Regions from separate parts of the Anas platyrhynchos genome. Here region 2 is linked to region 1. Evidence: chromatin contacts called from public Hi-C data. All regions are on one chromosome and are shown on one strand. Each heading gives the region's core, a stretch centred on a gene start, on an enhancer-like site or on the middle of the called end of the contact. The rest is flanking DNA. Distances are from core to core; before and after follow the strand shown.

Region 1 (7,382 bases), core at 3,281-5,780:
GCTTTACAATAAAATCAATCCAAATTCAGCACAAGCGAAGCTCAATTTAATGCATCCTCTGGGTTATCTAACAAGCACAAAACTTCACAGCAGCTCCTAGATCCTCACAACTAGCAATTTATAGGCTTAATTTATTGCCAGACACTATATGAAATCAGACTACTCAACCCTGGGGCAGAGGAATAGCTTATTGAATTGGCTGCTCCAGGTGGAATTCCACCAGTTTAGCCTGTACATTAAAATTAATGGATTTCTTCAAAATGGAAATTAAAAGCCAGTCTTCTGAGGAAGTGTTTTTAAAGTAATTGTCCTTTGTGACTGGGATGCCAAGAATAACATTTGAGAAGATACATACCCATCACAGTGCTGCAGTAAATAAATTTGGGCATGGCCTTTTGTGAGCTATTGTTTTGTTTTCAAGGGCTTGGTGGTGGGAAGTCCAATTACTCTACAGACAAGTTATCACTGATACATCTGAGAATCGGAAGGGTTTCATCAAGTGCATTTTCAGGTCCAGTTATCTTTTGTTATCAATGAAATTCTGCAGAGGTTATATCAACAGGAAGCAGTCCTTATCAGTGGCCCAACTTTGTTTTAAAGACAGATTAGAAGAGGTTTTGTAGACACTAAAGATCAGGGAGCGGGCAGAAGGTTACAAGGAAGTCCTGAGGGAAGGACTTGTTCCCTAAATATGTTTTTTCCACAGACGAGTTTGTAAATTCAGGTTTTGAAGGCCCTTAGAAGAAGAAAAATAATATGGTGAATAAGAGTATTCGCATAGGCAGAAATAAAAGCTATTTCACAAGCTGAGAAACATGACTATTTCCTCCTAAGGCCCTGGGCAGGTAAGTTCAAGAAGCATGAAGGGCAACCAGTAACAGCAGCGTGTTTTAGGAAGCTATTGAAACCCAAGTGCTGCCATCCCTCTCGCCACCAAGTCCCACACAAGCCAGAAAGTGTCGTTAGATGGCAGCCGTGCTCCACGCAACAAACGAGAGCTCAGCGTTGCAGACAACAGTCCCCAAGTACACCGAGATTATTTTTCCCAAGGCAGCATTATCACTTCAGTGAACTGATTTCGGCTCGTTTAGCATGCTCTGTTTATACCGCAGTCACTTCTCTGAGCAGAGCTCATAATCGTGCCCCTTGCTGGCGCTAGAATGGGAGGCTGAGATGCCTACAGCAATATCCTTGCATCCAGTTCAGCGTCTTCTCAGGACACCAATCTCTCTTCTGCTACAGGCACACAGCTATCTATCGTTTCCTTAGCTGAAATTTCCGTATAATCATAAGGCCGTATGAGTTGAAGCTTTAAGAAAAGCATTTAATATCCCAAGGTTTGCGATAAGGTTGGAAAACAGGCAGGAGTGAAAAAAAAAGAATGGATGGGAAGGGAAAAATCTCACAGTGTCAGGCAGGGAAAGTGAGGTTAGTGGGAGCTAGAAGGAAGAGCCTGCTAGCATGGAGATGCTTCGGGAAGTTTAAAACAACAAAAGAAATGAGAGGAGGAAAAAACATTGGAGCAGAGGAAGAAAGATGATGAGATTTAGAAAGAAGTGTGTGGGGAAAAAAAAAAAAAAAGTACAAAGGCAAGAACAGTACACATTTTTCCCTTCACCATGGTCACAATAAAGGGCCTTCAAGAAATATCCATGCCCAGAAATATGTTCATATTGCTCTGGCAGTTTTTGCTGAGTGTCATTCTATGCACCATGCCATAATTCACTAAGTTGTAATTCCCCATGCTGTTACTGTTACATGAGCAGCTGCACCCATGCACGGTGGACACCAGTTTATTTACCTGTCCCTTGGTACTTAAATATTGCTCGAAATGTTTATCTTAATCATAGAGCTATCATTTTTAAAGATCGGCAGCTGACTCCCCCATAACGAAGCCCTGCCTTTTCTATATTGAATATAAAGGCTGCTTCTGATTGTCTACAGGGATAGGCTTAGTCCAACTTTTTTATGATAATTATTAGGAAAAAAATTATTTTATTATTTTTTAACTTCAGTTTAACCACTTCTATTTGCTTGTAAGAGTTCTGGACTAAAGTTCATGGAAAAAAAGGATTATTTTATGTCCTTTTGAGATCCCATTTGGATTTTTGTATCTGCAAGTTTCCTTTATTTATTTATTTATTTACACCCATAATTGAAGCATACTGGATCTTACTTTTGCAAATTCCTATAGCAATGTATTTTGGTCCATTCTATCCATCTCCAATAGTATCAAGAAATTTCGAAATGCAGAGTTAGTCTTGAATATTTTTTCTCCCTGAACTGGACACTGATGCCCAGAATACATGAAAAATATATAAATAACCTGGACAGAGTTCTGAAAATTGCACATAGACTTCAGATTTCATTTCTCTAAATCAAAATGCTTACATTGGAATTACCATTTTTTTTTTTTTTTTTTTTTTTTTTTTTTTTTTTGTCTTGGATCTTGTTAACACTAGTTTGAATAGCTTGATCAAGTCTTTGGCATCTGACGTGATGTTTTTTCACAAAAATTGCATTTATATTTACAACTGATAAGACTGGAAAGTTCTTGGGATATAGTTTTATTCTGGGATATAGTTTTAGAACTATAATTGTTTAAATCTAGAGACCAATGTTGTATAGCCATAAAAACATGGAAGGAAGAGAGGGAAATATTTCAACAAATTTACAGCTAACTACTTGTTGCAAGTTCTCGTCCTTGCAACAAGCAGAGCAGGAACAGGGTGATACTGGATTGTAATTATATGCAAGCCATCTGGTGCTAAAGATGTTAATTGCACAACACTTGAGTAACAAGGTATGCATATTTCTGATAATAAATGGGATATTATGCTGATTAAAAAATATAAATAAACTTTGAATGATTATCATCATTGTTTATTCAAAGATTGATACAGAAGAACTCCTGAAAACCCGATTGCTCACTTCGAAGAGTTAACAGATTAAGAGATATGCTTTTCCTGTATAAACAGACGGACAATTTCTGTGGGTTATTCCAGATTAATCTGCATTTTTGTTACTTTATTTATTTTCAGTTTAGGGCCCTCCCTCACTCCCAGTCAAATCAATAGAACAACTGTCTTGAATTTGGAGTGGACACAGTGCTAATAATGAAGCAGGCCTCGCAAGGCAGCAAGGCTAAGTAGAATAGCATGCTTCTTCCGTCTTCTTTCAGCCCGGGACTTCCTTCTGCACTTGACAAACATGGGTTGTTCTAGAGAACAACAGAGACATATTGTTCTTGCTTCCTGTAAGGTGATGTAACTGCAGCGCTGAATGGATTAACACTGATTCTGTGTTTTGTGGAAAACTGCTTTATTTAGGAAAACACTGATTGCCATTCTGACTGTAGCAAGAAACAATAACCTACTGTATATTGCAGATTAGCAAATATTAACTTTCCCCTGTAAATTAGTCTTTCGTTTGCTCGTCATCTTCCCACCCCATTTACCCATTCCTTATCAGCAGAAGCAAATGCCAGGCATATCTCATTGAAAATGGGGACTGATCAACGCAAATACAAGCAGGGCTACTGAAGGTACCACAGTGACTAATTTTTCTTGATTATTCCAGAATTTATCCTCTTCCTACAGCAGTCATGGAAAACAGTGGTATAGGAACAGGCTTAGTGCCAGCAAGTTGATCTGCCTCCGCAAAATCAATTGTAATAGGATGGACCTATTGATATGCCATATTAACATAATTCGGAATACATAGAGGGCTGTTTTGCTGCATGGTGCAGCAAGGGTGGTGTTGGTTGGTTGCAGTGAGGAGGGTGTCAGTGTCTCGTCTCAAGCAACAAGTGATATGACACGAGAAAACAGCCTCAGGTTGCACCAGGGGGGGGTTAGATTAGGGATCAGGAATTATTTCTTCATGGAAGGGGTGGTTCGGTGTTGGAATGGGCTGCCCAGGGAGGTGGGGGAGTCGCCATCCCTGGAGGTATTTAAAAGCTGTGGGACTAGGGGCTGTGGTTTGGGGGTGGCACTCAGTAGGCCATGCTGATGGACGTGATCATCTTGAATACCATGTCCAACCTGGGTGATCCAAAAGCTTTTACATTTCTCCTGTACCTACTTAATAGAATCCCTGATCCAATAAACAAATGAGCAAAGCAAGCGATTTCATTCTTCTGTTTTGGTCCAGGAGCAGCGCAGAGCTCTCACTACACCTCACTCCACACGCCCCCCTCACAGGCCCTCTCTCCCTCGACGGCCACCCCACCACCAACCCCAGCCGTGAAGCGCCGAGCCCCAGCCCCGAGGGGCCGCCCCCGGGCAGCAGCGGGCGGCTCTGGGCCGGCCCCGGAGGGCGGAGCGCGGCGCTGGGGCCGCCCCCGCTGGCCGCCCGTCGCCGTGCGGCTGCCGCCGGGGAGAGCCCTGCCGCGAGTGGGTCCGGGGGCAGAAGCAGCGAGCCGGGGAGCTCTGCGGGGCGGCGAGGAGGAAGGCGGAGGGGAGGGCGGCTGCTGCTGCTGCTGCTGTTGCTGCTGCTGTTGCTGTTGTTGCTGCCTGCCGGGGGCCGGCTCGCCGCGTGGCCCCGCGGGTGCCCGGGGGAAGCGATGGTGCCGGAGGCGGGCGCCGGCGCTCGCCCCCTGGGCTCCGGCAGCCCCCGCTAGCCCCGCGGGGGAGCCCCGAGCCCCGGGCAGCGGCGGTGGCGGCTCCGCAGGGATGAGCGACGGCGGCGAGGGGACCGTCAGCTTCTCGCTGCCCGGGCCCCCCCCCGGCGGCGGCGGCGGCGGCGAGGAGGGGCTCGGCCGGCGGGGGCAGGGGACCGACGGCGGCGCCCGCAGCCTCCAGCCCGAGCCCTGGGGCGACGACGGGGCCGGCGGCGGCGGCGGTGGCATCGCGGCGAGAGCCAAGGGCGGCGGGCGTCGGACGGCGGTCACCTACGTGATCAACGAGGCCAGCCAGGGGCCGCTGCTGGCGGCCGAGAGCGGCGCCCTGCAGAGCCTGCGGGAGGCGTGCGAGGCGGTGGGCGCCACGCTGGAGACGCTGCACTTCGGCAAGCTGGACTTCGGCGAGACCGCCGTGCTCGACCGCTTCTACAACGCCGGTGAGAGGGGGCCGCGGGGATACAGGGATGGAGGGACACAGGGATGGCCCGTGCTTACAAACAGCAGCCAGAAAGTTTCTCCTGAATACCTTTCTTCTTAATTGTTATTAACAGATGCGTGTTGTACACTTAGAATTAAGACCCACGCTCACCAGGCCGGTGAAGACTTCATAAAGCTAAAGTTGCAGCGCTACGTTAGGGTCTCTGTGCCACCTAAAAACTTACCGACAGGGATTTGATTTGACCTGCAACTCTAAACTTATTTTATGGATTGCCTTTACGTGCATGCAACACTTTGGCAAGTGAGCGTTTAAAAAGTTTTGGCTGTAGCTGTCTCCTCTCCTGTGGAAGAGGAAAAAAAATAATAAAATAAATATCTGGACTGTCTGCCCTGTCCACACAAGACTCAGCAGCATGGACATGCATGCGCATGTCATCTATCTGAAACAGCAAATGCTTTGCTTCGAGGGCTGCTGCTTCCAGGTCCCTGAGCTGGATGGCTCCGCAGCCATGGGCATGTCAGACCCTGCAGTTCTTAGAGATCTGGCCTTAGAGGTGGTGTTCCCAAAATTTCAGAGGAGCTGTGCTCACAGACAGAAATAGGAAGGGCACAGAGCTTCATTATAGAGCCCATACTCTCCACGTGACTGGTAAGAGAGACTTAAAAATTTTAGGAGCTTCAGTACCTCTTAACTGTAGGACAGGTACAACCTGAGAGTCTCATTCGAAGGTGTATCCTAGTGAGGCTCACAGAGCTGAATTATCTGTGATGTTCGTGTGCCTCTTGTTCATTAATTTTCGGACTGGTCTGTGCAATAGGCGGGGTCTCCATAGTTCACAAAGGCTTTTCTTGTAATGGGAGATTTGACTTGAAGTGGGCCCCTTCTAATTCTGGCAGTAGGCGTCTGGCGTCTAGCACTACATAACTGCACGCTTATGTAATATAACATTTCTTATTTCGATGGGTTTTGAGCAAACTGTGCTGCAAAGAGCAGGACATAGAAGTTTGTCTGCTCACGATCTGTTCTGTGCTGTGAGAGCTGCTGCCTAAAAGCTATGTTGTGGTGTTGGCTGTGAGGCTGGAACTTAAGTCTGGAAGGGTCTGTGGGTTTTCACGTTTCTGCATCCAATATATATTTTTAAGAACTAGTTGTTCTACTGGCTGAAAATTTCTGAAAAAAAAAAAAAAATTATGGCTCCCAGGTTAGGAACAGAAAAGCATTGAAGAGTAGAAGCTGTGTAAGCTGAAAAATGCAAACGGGGAGCAGTGTAGGGAACAAAATTGACATGGTCACGAAGGGTGTATTTATTCCACAGTTTGTTTTCTGTTTCAGTTGTCTTCCTTCCACTGGGGTGGAAAGGAAGCATTTGTAGATGGCAAATATAAACTCCTTCCCAGTATCCCCTCTCGTTCTCTATCTTGCTATGTGCTTTCAGTGATTAAAGATGCTAGTGATAAGGTAAAGAATTATCTGCACACTCCACTATTTAAAAAACTGTAGTACATTACAGTAGTACAGCATGGCTGAACATAAGTAATATTTTAACAGTAAAATGACTTCCAATTTACGTAATGGTTAATTGGTTTCATTCAAGGTACTGAGTCTTACCTAGACTCAGTGTTAGGGGCAATTAAGTCATGAGAGTAAGGAATGATGTGATGGAGCGTATTACTGTGTTTGAATGAGATAAAAGCAACAAATCTCTCAACTCTTGAAGTGTGTACAAATGAACTGGGATTTGGGGGAGGGGGAGAGAGGCAGTAGATGCAGTACAACTTTATCTGCCCATTATCAAGCCTTCCCTTCCCTAATGTCTTCTTTGTGCTTTGCATAATGTAGTCTGAACTCCTGGTGATCTCTGATGGCTCACTTCATACCTTTCACTGCTCCAAAGAGAACTTTGGGAAGTATTAAATAAAAGAAAATCTAATCTCAGATGTAAATACTCATCATCCTGTCTAAATTTGGATTAGCCTGCTAATAATCTTCTTCAGCTGGCTTCTGTCAAGTGATGGTGCTTAAATGCTGAGACATAATTAGAAATACATATGAACAGTGAGTAGGTCCTAGCTAAGTATAATGGAACCATTCAAGCACCAAATATTAAGAAATAGCCTATTCTAGCACTTTGTCGTGCATGATTTAAAGTCTGTTTGATTTAAAAAAAAAAAAAAAAAAAAGCCTCATGAGAAGCAAGTGTGGAATCAGCCTTAGTAACTGTTGGAACATTTCATACTTTTCCCACCACTTAGAAGGAGTAAGGTGAAAAAGGGAAAAATCAGTCCGATTTCTTGCAGAACCCAATGTATATGGGGTTGGCCA
Region 2 (7,382 bases), core at 3,071-5,570, 74 kb after region 1:
ACCCAATGACAGGTAGTAATGAATCTGTCTTCTCATAAGTAGCTTTATGAAATGCAGATCCCCAGCTTGTCTAAACAGCAGTTTCTTTATCAAAAGTTACAGCAAGGAATCTACAGTAGAGGAATCATAAAAAGAAGCAACAACCATAGACACCTATTAAATGTTGAAACTTATAAGTATTTCCTGACATTTAAAGAACTGTTATGTTAAATCATAAATTCTTTGGCAAGATATAGCAGAATAAAGTAGAATATTATTCTAAGTTAATCAAAACCATGATGAATATCTCAATCCAACTAGAATAGGTTGATTTCATTAGCAGTGTAGATTTTGTATAGTGTCTTAGTAAGAAGTGTTAATTTGTTCTGGTTTCTCAAATACTGTATCATATTGTCATAACAGCTCTAGCCAGCTTTTTTTCTCTTTCTGATACGCTAGCAATCAATTACACTGAATCATCTTGACACCTGACCCTCAACATGTGACAGAATTACGGAAAGAGCACTTTCAAATGATGTTTAGTATTTTCTTTAATGAACACGGTGATGACATGTATATAGAAAAAAAAATCTGGTGAATGATTATATTTGCAAGAGCTGCAAACTACTTTGGGTAGAAAACTAGCAATTACATCAGAGTTTGTACATCTTTTATCCTGAGGCATATATGCATCCATAAGAAAATGTCATACGTATTTCTAAGTTATATTTGTACTCCTGTTTATGAATGCAAAACTGAAGGAAGGAATGGGTGGGCAAGGCTGGTCAAGTCATTCACCTATTTATTTTTTTTTAACGTTGACTTAATTTACAAATATTTTTCCATTATACTATCACTTTACCAGTTCCTATGGAACCAATTGGAAACCTCTGTGTTCAGGATTGAGCTGTGGCTTATTTCTAAAGGTGGAAGAATTCATGATTTCAGTACAAAGGCCAGCTTCCTAATGTGATCCTGAAGCAATGTTTCATCCTGACTTTAGGGCTAGCATTTAAGGCCCTTACCTAAATGCACTGGAAACAAAAATGACTCGTCAATTTAAATCATTCTTTTAACTTCTTTGCTCCTACTTTTTGTTGGTCAGCGTAGGGGACAAAACAAATGATAGCAGACAACTGAATATGAACATTGGAGGATATAAGAATATAATTTTACAGTAAGGAAAGACTATGGCTTTTTAGGTTTAATCTGGTGCTTTTTCACAATAAATATGTTGATTGGTGTGGTTTGACATAGCTGGTAGAAGCCCATATGTGTTCTTCTAATAACATATTCTACTTGGCTGTTCTTTCAGCATTTCGAAGTTTGAAGAACGGTGCTGTTTCCTGTATGTGCTGCACAACTCAGATGACTTTCAAATCTATTTCTGCACGGAACTTCACTGCAGAAGGTGTGTCATAGTTATTTCAAAAAACAATCTGCGTTAGGGTGAATGTTGTCTGCATGTACAACAGTGGCTGACTGTTTCGGAACTATGGTGAGAGCATCCTCAGTTGTCACAGTCTTTTACATGAAAGCATAGTACTACCCTAGAGATGCATGAGGTTTGAAAAGTCAGAGAACAAGCTCAGACAAATACTAGAAACATAATTAAGATTTACATTTTTATGCATTTTGTGGTATTATTTTTCGCTATTTTCCATGTTAAGGCTTACTATAAGTGTTTGCTGCCCCACATTGAACAAAACATTCTAAACTTACAAATGGGCTTTCTGAAATAGCAGTATTTGTAGTAACAACAATAATCTAGGAGATCTCGTTAAGATTTTTATTTTAGTGTAGTTGAAGTTTTTATTTCTGATTACAGAGAAGCACACTTGATGTCCTTTACATTAGCATTGCGGTTACTTAAGTATGACTGCAGGAGTATCCCTATTAGAAACTTGGAAAGGGTTTGCACAAAATTAAGGGTATTTTAGCTACTCAAAGCTGCACTTCTGTGCTCTGAGCTTAAAGGCTGTGGTCTTGAATGGATCCAGAATTGATCTTGAATTGTTCCTGGAGAGGATTTCTTGTATTCTTGTCCTTAAAAAGGCTGCAGCTGTACCAAAATTTACTGTATTACTTTATGTTAATGGCTGTGGCTACCTTGAAGCTCAATTCTTAGCTCGTCCTCTCATCAACTCCAGTCAATACGGGTTCTTTTACCGTGTTCCCTTTGTATCTGAATATTTCTCAGAAGATGAGTGAGCAGTAGCTTGGCATGATATTTTTGCCTATGTTTTTTCAAAGGAGGTAAGTCATATGTAGTGATATTTTTAAATGGGAATTTGAAAAATAACCCCCCCCCCCTTTCATTGAAACTGAAACTAGTCTTTCTGCTCTACAAAATGCTTCAGTGCTTTCATTGGATGTAAAGGAACAATGTTATAGGACAAGAATTTCACCCAATATGTACGTAGATTTTTGAAATGCGAATTCTATTGATAATTTCAGACATCATGGATGTCTCATCACATATAAAAGATGGACATTAAGTAAGTAGGGGAGGTGCTAGTTTTGCTGTTAAATCTCCATGTAAAAAATCTTCTTTTTCCTTTTTGCTGACAAATGAGCTTTTAAACCCAATCTATACTTAAATCTAATCTTTCATTTCATTCAGTACTTTAGAGAGAAGTGCTTTGTATGTCACCATGCTGTCTCAAATATGTATTTGCATTTTTTTAATTTTCTTTTTCTTGCTTTTAACAGGTTTTTTGACATGGTGAACAGCATCACTGAAGAAATAGGGAAGACTACAGAGGAAGGGGAATGTGATGGAGACTCCCTGGAGGTATATAGTGTGTTTTTTGTTGTTTTTTTAAACTTATTTTCAACCCACCAACTATTATGGGTTTCTACTCTAGAGTTTCACTAAGGGAATAAATTACTCATCCCTTCACTAAAAGAAGTTAAATGAAAGCTATGGTTTACAAAACTTTATCCCCTACTAATTATTATTTAATGATTCTTTGTAACACATCCAGGTTTTATACCCAACGTAGATTAATTGCTTATTTCAGTTAGCATACCCACTTGAGAAAGTACTCATCTGAAATTCTTCATAATTGCACTTTATTGCAAAGTAATTCTTGCTACAGTTACTTCAGAGTCTAGTCATAGTCAGGCAATATTAACATCTGTTTAAATTTATAGACTGTCTATTTCGTGCATCGCTGGAATCACATTATTGGCAGGTCATCTGCATAACAAACAAGGATATAATTGTAGTTGGGGAAGGCTTGTCCATGGTAGTTACGATATGTAGGCAAGCATTGTAATGAGCAGCAAACTCAAATCAAATGATGATGATGGTGTGGGTGGGAGTCTTTCTACCCTTAGCCTACTAACTCTCACAGCCTAGGATGCCTTACTTCTGCTATCAACCATGTTAGCTAAGTTATAGCTTGCATGTGTATGTCATTACACTATATTTCCACCTTGATTTTTTATCTGAACATACACATAGCTGAAAAGTGAATGCAAGGCCACTGAGTGCAATGCAATACTTGAGGTCTTTAGATTTTCTTGTAGGTGGCAGGAAACAAGATGGAATATTTAGGATCATGTCCTGGATCTCTGGAGACATCTGAAACTAACTGAAAAAGTCAGTATTGAATAATAAATCCAGTACTCTGTCCCAGTTTTGACGTTGGAATTTTTATAGTATATCTGAAATTGGAGATGGGACAAATGGAAACCACTAGAGTGACATGTGGGCTAAAAAAAAATACCCTATAATGAGAAACTATGATTATCTAATTGTTTTATTTTAGCAAAAAGAAAAGCAGTAGGTCACTTGATTATAGTGCGTATCTTTATGGGGAAAATTGCTAATTGTTAGTAGGCTCTTTAGTTTAGTAGAGAAAAAAAAAAAAACACAATGAAATATAGTGATGCCAAAAGATATAAGAATTAAAAATAAGAGGAATGACTTCACCCTGAGAACCTGTTGAAATATTACTAAAGCTAGTAGTGGTTTATCTGAATCTTTTACTAAAAAGATATCAATCTTCATTTGCAAGGAAAATATAAATGCTTTATTTAGTCTTGAGCTACTGGTCTCAGCATGGGAATGAGCAAGTGAAATTACATGTCTGTGTTACACAAGAGGACAGATGAGATAATCTAATGACCGTTTCTGGGCTGGCCTTAAACTCTTTGAAATTAAAATTCAGCCGAAACCATGGTTAACACACTGCAATCCTGACTAACCTCCATTGGCAGGCTCTGCTGTCTGACCTGGCACTGGCAAAGTTGGTTGTGCTGTTTTTGGAAGATGTGGTCAGGTCAGGAGAGCATCTGGAATAAATTAAGACACACTTGCTTTGTGTGTCTGGGTAGAAGCTGAAGTTCTCAGTTTGGTGCAGAGTGCCCTCTGTCGTCCTTTGCTGTCTTTACTCCTGCCAATAGGATTGCGGGTGCTGTTAAAATATATAAATGTAACTACACAGAACAGATAAAGGCCAGCTTAGCTTTTCACACTTACCTTAGATGGCTGCCTTAGAAGCCAATGCTTTCCATAAAGTCAGTGGAGTGACAAGAACATGTCTGCACAGTACTCAAATTGTCATCTTGAAGTATTTTCCTCTCTTCTGTAGTCTTAAGAAAGAAGCTAACGTCCTAGATGCCTTGGTTGTGTGCACGGAGTCAGATGAAATACATCTTACCTCTGTTTCATTTAAATGTTTTTTGTTTTGCAGTATGATTATGAATATGATGAAAATGGTGAACGAGTAGTTCTGGGGAAAGGAACATACGGCATTGTATACGCAGGACGAGATTTGAGCAATCAAGTCAGAATTGCTATTAAAGAAATCCCAGAAAGAGATAGCAGGTATGGTAATTGAGCCTTATTCCTGACTTTGTGCATTATATGCTTTCATTATTAAGTAATCTAATGAACCAAAATCTGATTAAGTGATCTGAAGGAAGAGCTCCCATCACTCTTTCACAAAGCTGTCAATAAATTGTCAGTTATATCATGGTAATTCCCTTTCTTTGTAAGGAAACATTTCCATGTTATGGAATGATTTATGATTGCAATTACTGAGAATTTGTTTTCTAGTTTTGGTCTTAGTAGTTCACAATAATTTCTCCTTCCAAAAGAAATACTGCTGAAATACAGAATCTTGCTCAAATACCTTGTGAAAAGCTCTGTCTTAAGAATGTTTATAAGAAGCATGCATACATAAGCAGGATCTTGTAAAAGAACTTCTGAAATTTATAACTTCCACAATCCTTTAAAACTCTGAGCCTGAATTGTTGATGAAGACATTGTCCTTTTTCTGTTTGAGCCTACTAATTTATTATGAAGTCCCTTCACAGTAGTACAAAACATGTAATGATCTCTTCGTCCATGCTTCTTAATGCAGTAACTTTGTCTGTGTAGTGCCTTGTTTCATTTATAATAGTTAACATGTAAAGGCCAAACATGTCATGTCTATTGTACTTGTATATCTTGAGGTTTGTAGTGTATAGTATTCTGAATACATAATTTCCACAAATATTCTGATGAAAGTGATAGCAAGTCTACACATACAATTTCTTCGCGAATAGAACTGACTTTAAAAATAACTTGAAAGTTTAAAAATTCTACAATTACATTTGTTTTTGTGGTCAAGTGTTGTGCGAGCTATTTCTTAACAGGTGAGTCAAGCACCTGGATCTTTGAAGTGCCTCTCAGATTATAAAGTATCATCAAGACTATAACTTGTGCCTCTATATTCAGAAAGCTAGGAAAAGTAGGAAACAGTTACTTCCGTGGTCGGTAAATCCCTCTTTTTCCTAATGATTAAAGAAATATTTTAATGAAGGAAGCTCTTCTGATAAATACAGAACACTACTTGTTATCAGGAGGAATAGCATACTAAGTGAATAATGGTAAAATACTGGGTGTGCCAATTGGTGTACTTTGTCCGTCATTTAAGTCAGGAATAGACTCCATATTTGCAAGGTTTTTTTTGTCTTTTGCCCATTTGACTTTTTTTTTTTTTACTATCCTGATCTAATGAATAGTTTTGCCATCAGCAGAATTTCCCATATTTTAGCAACACCTGCGGGAGCTGGTTGATGAGAAGGTCAACATGAACTGGCAATGTGCACTTGCAGCCCTGAAAGCCAACCATATACTGGGCCGCATCAAAAAAAAAAAGCAGGTTGAGAGGCATGTTTCGCCACCCTCTCCTCTGCTCCTGTGAGGCCCTGCCTGGAGTGCTGCGTTCAGCCCTGGGGCCCCCAGCACAAGAAGGACATGGATGTATTAGAATGAGTCCAAAGGAGGGCCACAAAGATGGTCCCAGGGCTGGAGCACCTCTCCTGTGAAGAGGAGGGACAGGCTGAGGGACCTAAGGTTGTTCAGCCTAGAGAAGAACAGCCTCCAGGGAGACCACATGGCAGCCTTCTAGTACCTAAAGGGGGCCTACAGGAAAGCCGGGGAGGGACTCTTTGTCAGGGAGCATGGTGGCAGGACAAGGGTTAGTGGCTGTAAACTAACAGAGGGTAGACTGAGATTAGGTATAAGGAGGAAATTCTTCAGTCTGAAGGTGGTGAGGCCCTGGCACAGGCTGCCCAGAGAAGCTGTGGATGCCCCACCCCTGGAGGTGTTCAAGGCTAGGCTGGATGGGGCTTTGGGCAGCCTGGTTTAGTGGGAGGTGTCCCTGCTTGTGGTGGGTGGGGTGTTGGAAGTGGATGGTCTTTAAGTTCCCTTCCAATCCAAATAATTCTAAGATTCTATGATTCCAAGAAATCCTACATCTTTCTAAAGAATTTTCTTAGGGATTTATTTGCTTAATTATGTAAGTTGCTCAAGACTAAATTAACTGTGTAGTTTAACAGTTCTGGGGGAAGAATTACATGCATGTTTCTGTTGCCACTCCGAATTAATATTCTGGTACAACTCAGAAATATAACCTCAGATGATTTTTGAATTTCTGAATGACTAACAAGGTAGTTGGAATGTTTATTGTTGTGCAGAGGGGTGTGACGAAACTCGAATTATTTTTAGTGCATAGACTGAGGGCTGCATGAGGGTCACACTTCCTTTAATGAAATACTTTTTGTTTTCTATAACATTCATATTCCAGAGGCATTTTGAGATGACTCCTTTTTTTTTCCCTCTACTTTTTAGAGTTCAGCCTCCATTTGTAGCTTGATGCTGTTGTTAGGGTGAACTGGTAACTACTTGCTCCAAAAGAGTGGAGCTCACAGGTGCTTTTACCCCAAGAACTTGGGTTGCATTCCTGGGACTGGCACTTTACTGGCTCCAGGAAGAACTAAATCCTAGACTTGAAGCAGCAGAAATCTCTTGACCCCTAATTTCCCCAGCACAAATATGAGTAAATGAAGGTGTTGTTGCCAGTTTGTCAGGAGGCCAGAATGTCATCAGTCAAAATCAGTCAAAA

Evidence for each region. A called contact is a pair of places that touch in the nucleus more often than the background predicts.
Region 2: a Hi-C map of subcutaneous adipose tissue shows a contact between it and region 1, with 4 times the contacts expected there. The contact joins the enhancer-like site here to the promoter of MAP3K5 in region 1. A contact is called at or near these places in 5 of 8 Hi-C or Micro-C datasets (liver, skeletal muscle, small yellow follicle and 1 more).

What each region holds. Positions count from the first base shown.
Region 1 is chr3:60,540,471-60,547,852 of IASCAAS_PekinDuck_T2T, forward strand. It overlaps MAP3K5 (mitogen-activated protein kinase kinase kinase 5), which reads left to right and starts at 4,531. Exons shown (of 30, transcript XM_027454464.3): 1 at 4,531-5,058. The coding sequence starts at 4,674.
Region 2 is chr3:60,614,526-60,621,907 of IASCAAS_PekinDuck_T2T, forward strand. MAP3K5 (mitogen-activated protein kinase kinase kinase 5) reads left to right here. Exons shown (of 30, transcript XM_027454464.3): 13 at 1,295-1,390; 14 at 2,692-2,773; 15 at 4,683-4,816. The region is part of intron 1 of LOC119716319 (a long non-coding RNA gene); the gene reads right to left. Among named protein-coding and RNA genes, the nearest start is that of MAP7, 29 kb to the right of the region's middle. Within about 2 kb of position 4,321, at least 3 of the 8 cell types and tissues checked have an H3K27ac peak or open chromatin away from gene starts, as enhancers often do. A contact at or near this core is called in subcutaneous adipose tissue, where this site is marked.